2 separate regions of the Triticum aestivum genome follow, and region 2 is linked to region 1. Evidence: chromatin contacts called from public Hi-C data. All regions are on one chromosome and are shown on one strand. Each heading gives the region's core, a stretch centred on a gene start, on an enhancer-like site or on the middle of the called end of the contact. The rest is flanking DNA. Distances are from core to core; before and after follow the strand shown. Region 1 holds the start of LOC123079249 (triacylglycerol lipase SDP1). Region 2 holds the start of LOC123074782.

Region 1 (6,753 bases), core at 3,531-6,030:
AATCAAAACGTTCTTTTTCCTCACTCTTTATTATCCCTTTTTTATCATATACTTTTACTGAAATAATAGAATACAACATTTTACTGTTTATTTTTGCTATTTCTCATTCGCTGATTACAACTAAGGTTCAACACAGCGTAGTTTAACAATCGGCAACTGCAACAATACAAGCTCAAAACTCAAATGGGTAAAAGGACGACTTAGGAAGGATACACAAACTGAGGAGACATAGGGAGTAGAAGCGTTCAAATCAAATAATCTCGTAGTACTAGGGAGCGCCATAGTTCGGACAGAGCCGTGGCCTGAGCAGTTTCAGTCAAAGAGAATGAATTTTCATCAATTTCAGAAACAGAGGGACTCAGGCATATATATATATATGCCAGTTCGGAACTCTAGATTCATTCTTAGTGCTTTATTAGGGGGTTGACTGGCCTACAACCGAAATACAACACCTAGGTATAGACGCAATTCAGTTTGATCATGACACGAGTTTAAATTGCCGACATAGCATGGACCAGATCAAGCTGAATTGTTCAAATTACCAAGTCCCAATACAGAAAAACATTAGGTCAGTCAACAGGCACGTTCTATGCTAGTCAGCTTCATTTCTTCCAGATGTCATACTCTCCGCTCCGCCACTGGAAGTAGTAACTGGTTTCTCGTTCGAAACGAGGCTGACATGTTTATCATCTTCTGAAACTGAAACACTGCAGGAGTTCACAGATCCCATATCCACTTGATGCTGCTGTCCATTTTCAGCTGTCTGAGAACAATAGGAAGATTCTTTATTGGCAGGAACTGAGTCAACTTCATCATTCCCAGCAGCTGAATTCTCATCAGGGCAATCTGTCTTTACAGTCTCCAGTCTTATGTCTGAAGAAGGCTCGTCGGGCCGACTATTTTCTCTGATCATGGTTGGTGGAGGAATCTCCACACAGATATCAAATAGAGACGGAGCTTCTGATCGAGTAGTACTTGTTTCGTCAGCTTGACAATCCATGGAAGTGGACGGATCTAGGTTTCCTGCAACTGAGGATCTCTGATCTCCAGGGTCAGATAGTGCTTCGGGATCGGCATTCAGTTCCACGTTGTCGTCGTCTTCATCCGAAGCACCATAAAGGCACTCGGTCGGTACAGTTTCCACATCTGCTTCCTGTGAAGATCCATGAGGTTCAACTCCGCTAGTAGTCACTACGAGAGTATCCCTTCTCACAACATTGAATAAAATACCATTCTCAATCTTTTCAGGCTGCAGCAAGTCACCTTCAGGGACCATGATACTTGTGGAAAGACCAAATGGAGACCTAGGAACAGGAGTATCATGAGGATCGCAACCTGAATTGCCTGAGGTCCTACCAGGAGTAACAGGCCCTGGATGGTTATCAACTGGCTCTCTACCAATTAGGTGACCAGCAAATAAGTTACTATTCGGTGTCACAATATCACCTTCACTTCCCCTTGGTGAAATTGTTCTGAATTCTGTGTCAATCTCAAGGTTCTGAACAAAGCTGATGAATTTATTAGCTGAGGCTGTTCTCATGAGAGGGCCACCACTTCTCGTCCATGAGTTCAAGTCTATACTCTCAGATTCACTGTCACTGCTATCATGTATGCTATGTTGGAGATGGTGATTTCTGTTAGATGGCCCAGCAGTCCCTCCAACTGCTTGATGGCTCGTAACAGTGGGAGATGCGAGCATTTCCTCATCGAGAGAACCAGTTGAGTTTTCTCTTGCTATGAGATTCCATGATGGAATCCTTCTAGATGGACAGAGTCTAATTGTAGCACCATATCCTTGTGAAGCGGCTGCTCTTTCTGCACTTCTCTTCAGCCTACGCATGTGGTTCAGGAGGGCCACACATTCATCTAATGCAAGCTCAATAGCGCAGTTTGCCCTGATGGCAGAGAGCTTTTCCCAAGTGCATCGCCTACCCTGACTTGCCGCTTTCTGAAGCTCAGAATACGAAGGATTCTGTATGATCTTCGAATACTGATGATACAGAGAGAAAAAGAACATTAGTAAGACTGCTGATTAATGTGGTGAATATTTGACATGCACACGAAAGAATGGATTAAGAAATATTCAAAACCTGAGCAAGTGTGGCTGGCATAACAATTGTCACATCACCTTCCCAATGTTGAGCAAACAACTTAGCTATTCCTCCTAATGGAAATCCAAGTTCCAGAACTTGATTGAACCTATGCTTAACTTCCATCTCAGCAAGTTCAGCAAGCTACATACAAAAAAGATCAGAAGATCATATTAGACAACTGAAAAATTACTTTACCACGTCAATACTGTTTACTCACCACATCATTCCAGTGGATACTTTGGCAAAATGAATTACTTGGCCATACAGTTGAGCTAATATTTATGGTCAAATATGCCTTGGTGAGCATAGTGCTATGCTTTGCGATGCTACTAAGCCATCAAATGACACACATTATTGACAATGAAAGGTATTATCAGAAAGATATATAAGCAAAGGAAACATCCTTATGTTCGCATTAATGGGAAGCATGGTCACATCGAAATTGCTCTGAAATCCGACAGACTAAGCAAATAATAGAAATGAGGACTATGGAGAAAGCATTTCACGTACCTTTGCAGCAAAGCTGCCTCCGTAAGCCCTGATGATCTCCTTTAGTCTCAGTAATGGAGCAATGTGAGGATTGGCTTGGCTTACTATGAAGTGATTTACGTTGAATAATTCCTTCAATTGCTTCATGGGCAAATCACTTTCTAAGCTCCCATCTCTCCAGCGCCGTGTAGCCGCGTCAGCTCGTTCCTCCACACCCAACAAAAATGGAGCATGAAAAGGAACTGTTTCTCCGAATCTATCTTTGGCCATCAACTCCTGGGCCTCAAAAAGTCCAGGAAAAGCACAGGAAGCAGTTACTGCACTCCAGATGAGAACATGAGGTGATGTCAAATAGTTCAGGCATCGAGGTGGCTCATGTTTTCTTGGAGAACACACAGTAACAACGAGAACCCGGCCAGTCATGTCATATGCCTCTTGAAATGTCAAGTTGCTTGTAAGATTTCTCAATTGCGTCTGCAAGTGCCTAATGTCATGAACAGCTCCATGCGTCAAAATTCTTTTAAATACAGGAAAGATCCCACCCATCTGGTCAAAGAATTTCAAGGAATGCCACTCCTCAAAAAAACTCTCTAGTTCTGGCCATGACCGTGTGGCTACAATAGCACACATTATTGCGCCAACGCTTGATCCTGAAATAATCCTAGGTAGAAGCTTATGCTCTACCAAGGTTTTGACAACACCCACATGAAAAGAGCCAAATGAAGCACCTCCACTTAGCAGTAAGGCCGATCTACCAAAGGCATGTCTTGTCTCATGCATAAATGCCAGTTTCTCTTCAAGGGGTAGCTCGTCCGAATCAGAATTGCAAACCATTTTCAATTGAGTAGATACCTCCTCAATGTACTCCTTGATGATTTTAGGCACCTAGTAGATCATTAACAATAAACATTTCAGTGACACTAGAATGTACTGTATATACATATATTGACATAATGTGAACGAATCGTCTGACAAACCAAACAGGCTTATTATTAACTTATCAAATAATAGATGGAATTACTGACACTGCAAATTTCGAGTCCTTTGACTACGGGAAAGGGGAAACAATTCTAATACTCCGGCAACAAACAGTATTATGATCAAAGCGAAAGCAGGGATCAGGTGGCATCGATAATTCTGGGCAGATGGGCAGCGCAGTACCTGCAGCCTCAACTTGTGGAGCTCGGGGTTGCACATGTTACCAAGGTTCCTGAGCAGGTCGGCGCGCATGCAGAAGACGATGTCCCTGAGCGAGCCCTCCTGGCGGCGGTGCCTGAGCTCGCGGAGCTTGTTGCGCACGAGCTCCTCGTCGTAGAGGTCGGCGTCGGTGGCGCGGCGCGGCGTCTCCCGCTCGAGCATCCGCGCGGCGTGCGCCCACTCCTCGTAGGTGAGCGCGGCGCGCATCATGTTCCGCCAGAACTTGCGGCGGTAGGCGGACTGCACCCGCGCGCGCACCCCGGCGCGGCCCCCGCGGCCGCGCAGCAGGAGCGCGACGGCGCAGACGGCGAGCAGGATCCCCCGCGTGTTGTGGCGCGGGTGCAGCCAGGCCGCAGCCAGGGGCGCCGCGGCGCGCAGCGCGGCGGCGAGGCGGTGCCGCAGCCGCGCCAGCGAGCCGCAGAGGAGCACGCGCAGCGCGAGCGTCCGCCCCGCCGCCGTGGACGGGCCGATCGCGAACGCCCCCACGCGCGCCTCGTTGGTGATGGCGTCCATGGGCGGCGGACGGGCGGGCGGACGGCGTGGCGGGAGGGAGAGGGCACTGGGTCACCGCCGCGGCCTTGGATCGGAGCAGGGCCGGGCCAAGCTAGGGGACGCGGAATAGAAGGCGTGCGGTGGGGCTTGGCTGCACGCACCTGCAGGCGCGGGCATGGCGCGCTGGGATCTGGGAATGGGCAGACGGAGGAGGAGTCGAGCTGGGCTTCTTCTTCTCCGTGCCGTGCCGTAGATGGGACAAATGCGGCGTCCCGGTCAGGTCAGTCGGGGAAGGAGATAAGGGGGAAGGGTGCACGACGTACAAGCCAAACTAACTGCGACAGAGGGAGGCCGCCATGTTTCGCGGTTATGTTTATCTCCCGCGCCGACGATGGCCGCGTCATTCAGCTTGACTCCTCGCCGTTGTGGATCGAGGATGGGGAGAGGGGAGCGGGACCGCGTGACGTGCGCCGATCTGGATATGGTAGACCTGGGGGGATGGCGACGGGCGGTGGCTCTCTCGGTCGGTGTGCCGGTTTGGACTTTGAAGCAACGAGCGGCGGAGCTTGCTCGGTCGCGCCGCGCGCGCTCTCTCTATACGTTGGCCGGCCTCTCCACGTGGGGGTGTCGAGCGTTTTCACCGTGGTTTGTGGCTTTGGGTCAACGTTGGCGTTTTACAAATAATAGCCTTCCGCTCAGAACGGAACTAAAGAGAAAGGGAATTGAGCTTGACACGAGGTGCCCAGTGTGTTACGGTCTAGATGAAGACGGCGGGCACTGTTTTTCGAAATGCAAATTGGTGAAGGCTCTATGAAGGGCTGCAGGGTTGGAAGATACACGGCTACTTTTCGTGAATTGCCCTAATGCTAAATGGATAATGATACAAATCCTCCAACTGAATGAAGAAACATGTACAAAGGTATGTGCGTTACTACGGACTTGGTGGCTAGAAAGAAATAAGGCCAACCAAGAACAAAAAATTAGGATCCTAAATGAAATTTTATTCTCTTATCAACTACTCCCTCCGTCCGAAAATACTTGTCATCAAAATGAACAAAAAAGGATGTATCTAGAACTAAAATACGTCTAGATACATCCCTTTTTATCCATTTTGATGACAAGTATTTCCGGACGGAGGGAGTACTTTTTACAGAATACTGGGAGCACTTCAAAAGGAGAGAAGAGAAGGACAAATAAGATACAGGTATGGTCCCCTCCTCCCAAGGATTTCTTGAAAATAAACTCAGATGGGGCATCCAGATAATCAATTCATTCCGGTGGATGGGGTTTTACCATAAGAAATGAATTAGGGGAAACGCTGGTGGCAGGAGCGGGAAATCTAACATGTGTTGTTGACCACTTGCACGCAGAGGCAGCAACGATGTTTCATGCAATCCAGGAAGCAGCAAGAATGGGATGTCAAAAGATCATACTGGAGACTGACGCCACTGTTCTGAAGCAAGCAATGACCAGCGAGGCATATGCCAACTCAGTACTAGGTGTCTTATTTAAGGACTTGAAATCTGTTATTCAGTACTCGTTCCAGTGCTGTAAAATAGAGGTTTGTCCTAAGGTCTGTAATATATCAATGCACTGCCTTGCTGCGTTTGGTGTGAGTCTGGAAAGGGGAAACTATCAAGTATGGTTTGACCCGCTTCCGTCCCATGTAAAAAACCTTGTTGCTGGCGTATGTCCAGTTCGTGTAAGTTAATGGAATGCATTTTGTGTTCCTTTCAAAAAAAGGCGCATTTTGGGAACTGCAAGGGTGACATTACGTAGATACACTTCTTTTTCCAAAATACTTCTTGTTGTTGGCGGACTGGCTGCTTGTGGCAGTAGGTGCGTCACAGGCCCTATCCCCCTTCATCCTGGACCGTTGCAGCATGGGGTAAAACAGAGACCAACAGTAGGCTGCATCCACGGGAGTTTTTCCCCTTAATCACTGTTTGGTAACTGGAGTGGGAAAGGACGGTGGTGGTGTATGTGATACATGGCTGCCGCGTGTAAGCACATATCTGTATCGAGTCTGCCCACAAATAGAAATATGGAAAGTGGCTTCAAAATCTGACGTAGCACCGTCTTTAGGCACCGCTTTAGATGCATGCTAGTGGGGAATCCAGACTCCCTGGGAACACTTTAATCATTTTTGTTTCGAAACTCTTGTTCGCAACCCTTAGCTCTAAACTTCATTACCACAATTTACTTTCACTAGCTTCATCATTTCCATCACATTACTATCTCTTTGGATCACTCTCAACTTGCAGGCACAACATTTAAACCATTCAAGAGGCAAAAGATTGATTCATGTACTCCCTCTGGGCTCGATACTCTTACTTTGAAAAGTCTACAACTAAATCATGTGCACTTGCAGGACATCAGATAGCATACTTGAGGTGGAGTAATAGTAGTAGATGCAGCTGAATCAATGGTCTATTTTGTTGGGGAACGCAACATGCAATTTCAAAATTTTCCTACGCTCATG
Region 2 (6,206 bases), core at 3,288-5,787, 260 kb after region 1:
TATGTATATGACATGTAGAAAGCAATATCAATAAACTTAACGATCATTATGCTAAGCTAACGGATGGGTCTTGTCCATCACATCATTCTCCTAATGATGTGACCCTGTTCGTCAAATGACAACTCATGTCTATGGTTAGAAAACTTAACCATCTTTGATTAACGAGCTAGTCTAGTAGAGGCTTACTAGGGACACTGTGTTTTGTCTATGTATCCACACATGTATCAAGTTTCCAGTTAATACAATTCTAGCATGAACAATAAACATTTATCATGATATAATAAAATATAAAATAACAACTTTATTATTGCCTCTAGGGCATATTTCCTTCATATTTGCCACAGACTTAATGCATATGTGAGATTATGCCATGAATGATCACAACTATAACTATGCCCAATTCTATCAATTGACCAATAGTAGTTTGTCTACCACACCGTCGCTGTCCTTTCGAGAGAGATGCCACTAGTGAACCTATGCCCCCCCCCGGGTCTACCTTACATCAACTCCAAAGCTTCTACCATTGCTCTTTACTTTTTCTTTTTTACTTTTTGTTACTTTGCCTATCACTATCTGCTTTTAACCTTGTGGCTAGCAAGAACAAAGGGGAGTGACGACTCCATTGCCTTTGTTGGTGTTGGTGCAAATCTTGCCCTCTTGTGTTTTGAAGATTGTTGACAGAAACGGGTGTGGGCTGATTTGTTTGCTAGTGCACACAGAGAGAAATAGTTCATGCAGAACCGAAGAGAAATGCCATCTTTGGTGTCAAGTTCGAGGAACTTCACCGAAGGGCATTTGAGATGCAGAGAAGATTCAATCGTATCTCTCAAGGCCATTCAGGCGAGAAGATTGATGTGGAGAAGTTGACCCCTTAAAATCTATTGTTGTTGTGAAGCAATTGGTTCGATGTCGTCCGAAGAAAATTGTCTGCAACTGAGAAAGCAGAAGACGAAGCAAAGATGTGGCATTCATTTCGTTCTTCTTCCTCTCTTTATTGAGTCATAGGACCTCCGTAATATTAAGAGGGGTATAGATTCTCGAAGCTTAGATCCACTGTGATGCTTAGCCCAAACCTATGCAAGTATGAGAGAAATATCTTTATGCGCCGAATGATTACGTGTCAGCAGAAGACGAAGTTCTTCTGTGCTGCAGGAGATATCTTTCGGACTGAGGAGTTAGCAGTTCTCGCTCGGCAACAAATGTTACCATTGTGCTCAAAATCTTACCGTTGGACTTGTGTCGTTCAGCCATTGGTTGTCATACATGTCCATTCTGGTCATTTCCTATCAGGGAAGGTCGCGGCTATAAATAGCCATCCTGCTCCAACGTTGTCCGCTGGCTGCTCCGCTTAAGATTTCTGAGAAGATTGATTGAGCATCCCCCTCCCCGAGTGATTTGAGTTTAACATCCGCCGAGAGAAAACCAAGAACCAAAACTTAGGCAGTGGTTGAGCATCACAGTAGTTCTGAGTCAGAGTTCTTGTACCTATTACTCTTGAGAGCTGCGCACTCTCTAGACGGATAGGTGTCGGCTCGAGTGTTGAAGAGTTGTTGTCTTCACCGAGCAAGATCTTCAGCAACCAAGAGTAATTGTGGTTTGTGAAGAAGGTCTGTCAAAGGTTGGGAGATCGCCGATAAGCATCTATCACGAGTAAAATCAATTGGAGTCTGATCAGCTCACAGTTGAAGGATAATAGGACGGAGAGAGGTTTGCTCCTGTGTTCAATCACAAGTCCCTCCAACCAGACATAGTCCTTTGGCAGAAGGACGAACTGGTCTACCAAATACACTTGTCGCCATCGAGCACCATGGGTCCTTTCTATTCACTCAATATTTCATTCAGGAATTATCTTTCGTGCTCTGCAATTATCATGTATTTGCTCATGATTTGATCATTTATCATTAGTGTGTAAATTGTTGCATATCTCTCTTATCTTTCGAGCAGTATTCTAGTACATTCACCTTTGCCTGCATTTACCTTGCTGTTTGCATATAGTTTCCACTCATGCTATTACAATTGCTTGTGTGTTGCATTACCATCGTGATACTCAAGCCCATAATCTACTATACTCAAGCTATCATTGTTTCCTATATCGAAGATTTTGTTCCTCAGTAGGATACCTTCCTAAGATTCATCTCGTTCAAGTTTATTCCGATGCTATGTTTGGGCTAGATGCAAAACATTTGAAAGAATTTTTGAATCTCCCTTTCACCCCCCCCCCCCCCCCTCTGGTCGATATACTGTCGGTCCTTACAGTTGAGTACAAGCAATTTTTTTGTTTGTGTGTAGGTGCTGCAAACGTTGTTAGTGTGATGCCTCCTACTGTTTCGATAAATCTTGGTTCTTAACTGAGGGAAATACTTTCTGCTCCTGTGGTACATCAACCTTTTTCGGGAAAATCCAACAACTCCTATGGGAGTAGCAGGCCCCACCCTCCCTCTACTTTCAATCAAATCTTGCCATGTCAGCACATAGATATAATTTCATAGGTATGCTTCATGGGTGTAGAATCTCTCCTTTTATTACGTAGATAGATACACGTGTGCTAGTGCTTTAAATCAGTAAGGCTACTCATAGTGGGGAGTTATATACTAGTAGCATACATATGATACCAGTGTATGATACTATCTTTATAGTGCATAGTATAATAAATTAGTACCATAGATGATCTTACTTATTAACATGCATGACGTATAGTAACATACTCCCTCCGTAAACTAATATAAGAGCGTTTAGATAACTAAAGTAGTGATCTAAACACTCTTATATTAGTTTATGGAGGGAATATCATTTATTATGATATGATATCTACCTATGTTACTTTAACTCTCTCTCTCTCTTTTTTAATTGTCTGCCACATCGGTGTGTTTGCTAGTCTCGAGTGCTTGATACCGGCTAAGATACCATCACTATGGCCAGCCTAATGTCTCGAAAATGAATCCCGCAAAAAAAAGGAAATGATAAATCCCAAACGTTCGGGGTTTGACCATAGCAAATCAAACGTGTTTGATGACAATTTTAATGACGCGAGGATGACAAGTTTACTTGACATGACTGAGTATGGAATTGCAATAGAAAACGTTTGATTTACCATGCTCAAATCCCGAACATTCAGTCGTTATCGGGTCCAAAAAACGAGAAGTTAGTGCGACGAAGACGTGCGACCAGCTGATCTGAAAGATAAGCTCCACGCACGGCAGAATAGCAGTAGGAGTATTACTTTGCAGCGTGAGTCACTGCGCACCATGAGGACTAGAGCATGATCTCGAATAGCAGCAACGCACCGTGATGCACTTTTTTATTGGTGTTTGCCCATTTCTAGTCGAGAATATGCATAATCAACTCTACAACAGTCTGAAGTGCTTCTTTTCTTTCGGAACGACCAGTCTAACTTGCTTGACTGAAACGCAATTAAACACATTGTACTGACCACATGGCCTTACAGTCTCCCGTCCTTAGTTCTATCTAGTGATGATCGAGGTGACATGTGATTGATGATTTTCAACCTTTGAAGAATCTTCTCCACGACTGCCATGGAAGAAAACCACCTGACAAAGAAGCAGGACAGCACACCGTCACAACGTCTGCAGACCAAAGGGTAAACAAAAATCTACTCACGCTACGGGAGAACTGCAGTGAACTGAAGCATAGAGTGCATACCACACCCTTGGCATCGAACATACAAATCTTCCTTCATCACGAGGCCAGAGCCTCCACAGATCTCACATTTCTTTTGTTCAATCTAAACAAAGAGAAGGCCATCCATTATAAAGCAAAGTGTAGCAATAATGACCAAGTTTGAAAGGGGATAATATATATATCAGCTGTGGATCCGGTGCCCTGACTCATAGGCCTGACCGTTCGAAGAATACTGCTACAACCCTAAGTGAACTATTAATATTTCCTGAGCGGCTGGTTAGCAGTGTTGCGTTGAATTTAGAAGGCAAAGGGCGGTAATTTTAGATTAGATATTTCCTGCAGCCAACGAACAGCAAGCAGGAGCTCTCATACAAGGGCAAGAAACAGAGCCGGAACTCACAATTCTTTTGCTGAACTCGACCCCTGCAACGACGAAGGGCGTCACTCCAGCTGCAGAAGGAAGAGGACCGAAAGCCGGCAGATACCATCAAATACAAGAGTTAGCCGGAGGGAAGGACAGGAAGGCGGGAAACAAATCAAGCGTTGACGCATGGGCCGCACCGACCTACAGCACCGACGACGATCTGCCAGGTGACCTCCGCGGGCGGGAGGTCGGCAACTGCGGCGGCCGAAGGCCCGTCAACGGCCCGGACGCGCACGGCAGGAGCTCTCTTGCCGACGCTGCCGAGGAAGAGGTCGTTGCGCCCGGGGCCCGGCAGGCACGGGGGAAACGCGCGCGCCTGCATCGCCGCCGTGCCGCTCCCACCGCCGGTTTGCAACGCTCTTTGCCCGGTAATCTGCACCAGACTGGGCGCGCACGTCGCGGACACGTCCACTTGTCGCGATTATGCGGTGGAAACACGCGCGAGGGTGAGGGAGAGGGCCCCGGACTTGCCACGCGATGCTCTTGCGTCCACGATAAACCGAGCGGAAAAATCGTTGGCGTTTCTATGACACGTCTCGTCCGCGGTGTGGGGCCTGGGCCTCGCGGCAGCAGAAATGCGTTTTGGTGCTCGAGCTCCATTGAGCTCTTTTTTTTTTGAAAAAATCAAAACAAATGTTTCAAAGTTTCGAAATATTCTGAAAAAAATACACAATGTCGTATGATATATACTGCATGTTTGCAAAATTTCATGACAAAATACATCGACACATGAGCTACACAAAATGACAAATTAATGATTTTGAAAACGGTATAAACCAACGATTTTAACTCTTTTTTTTGGCTCCACTTGCTTCTCTACCTTGTCCGGAAGTAGTTGCGTTGTGGGTTGAAGGCGGCGTCAGAGCTAGGGTGGTGGCGGAGCTAGAAAGGGGCGGTGTGGACAAGGCAGAATAGACTTAAGGAAGATGGCAACCCAAGCTAGGTTGGAGAAGATTTGGAGAGATTTGAAGAGCTTACATTTTAAAGGCGTGGTATTGAAACTAACAAAAACAATACTTCCTCTTATATTATGGGACGGAGGGTACATATGGATTGGAGATTGTAGTTTCAAAATATTTTTCAGAATTTTCACTTCCCAAGACCAGTATCAGCCGTCCAAATAAAGAGGTAAACCTACCACCATATAGGGTTCAGGAATACTACTAACATAACAAACAATTATTAAACCACATCAGTTAATGGAAAATGCACAGGAGCTCCTGGGTGCGTCACCCTCTATATGAACATCAAATTCAAAAAATACCAGAAAAATTCAAAAAAAACTGGAATCTTGGGATTTCAAACCTGGGTGCCCAATCTACTCCCATGTGAAGTTTCATGAAAAACTACCAAGAAATGTATCCGTGACAAAGATAATACAGTCCGACCTATGATACATCCAAATAGTTTTTGTATGTAGGATTTTTTTAATCTTTTTTACTGAGAGTACCATGAATATCATTTTTTTTCATGAAACTCTGCACAGGACTAGATTAGGCACCCAGATTTGATATCCCAAAATCCCAGATTCTATTTCAATTTTTCCAGTATTTTTTTGAATTTAATGTTCATATAGGAGGATGGAGCACCCAGGAGCCAAAAATCCGTGTCCATCAGTTGACCTTGTAAAACCACACTTTTTTTTTGCTGGGTAACAGCAATCAATGAAATATAATACCAGAAGCTTGTTTTAACAAATTATCATATTGTCAAATGTCAACAAAGTGAACTTTAAATTGACATGCGCCTCGCATGATCATAAAATGCTCATATAGCTTGGTCAGACATCAGTCCAAGACACCTATAGTAATTGAAACATGACGCAATTACCAAAAGTAGGCGATTCCTGAAATCAAAGTTGACAAAATTACAAAGACAAGTCTTACAGTTCTAAAAAAAAGTTCTAGGTGTGTTGAAGTTGGTGGAATGATCTGCTTTCCTACCAGCAGATTCACTCATCATCGCCGCCAAATGCGTCCATGTTGTTGTTTTTGTTCTTTTTGCTCATACACGCGCCTGCAAAATGATGGATCGTGTTCTTAGAACCTCTTAATCAAACAAAGGATCCCAGGGCAACCATGTGAATAAGCAAATATCAAGAGTTGAGAAGTGCCATCAAGTTCATATATAGTTTGGTGGCTGG

What was found. A called contact is a pair of places that touch in the nucleus more often than the background predicts.
Region 2: a contact with region 1 is called in a Hi-C map of leaf, with 9 times the contacts expected there. The contact joins the promoter of LOC123074782 here to the promoter of LOC123079249 in region 1. A contact is called at or near these places in 3 of 5 Hi-C or Micro-C datasets (all in leaf).

Annotation. Positions count from the first base shown.
Region 1 is chr3D:413,262,798-413,269,550 of IWGSC CS RefSeq v2.1, forward strand. LOC123079249 (triacylglycerol lipase SDP1) reads right to left here and starts at 4,781. Exons shown (of 4, transcript XM_044501985.1): 1 at 3,744-4,781; 2 at 2,604-3,467; 3 at 2,091-2,234; 4 at 388-1,990. The coding sequence starts at 4,292. The coding sequence ends at 593.
Region 2 is chr3D:413,519,770-413,525,975 of IWGSC CS RefSeq v2.1, forward strand. It overlaps LOC123074782, which reads right to left and starts at 4,538. Exons shown (of 4, transcript XM_044497534.1): 1 at 4,205-4,538; 2 at 4,040-4,089; 3 at 3,661-3,742; 4 at 3,261-3,548. The coding sequence starts at 4,385. The coding sequence ends at 3,502. It overlaps LOC123079251 (mitochondrial import inner membrane translocase subunit TIM50), which reads right to left. Exons shown (of 11, transcript XM_044501986.1): 10 at 6,007-6,079; 11 at 5,729-5,909. The coding sequence ends at 6,022.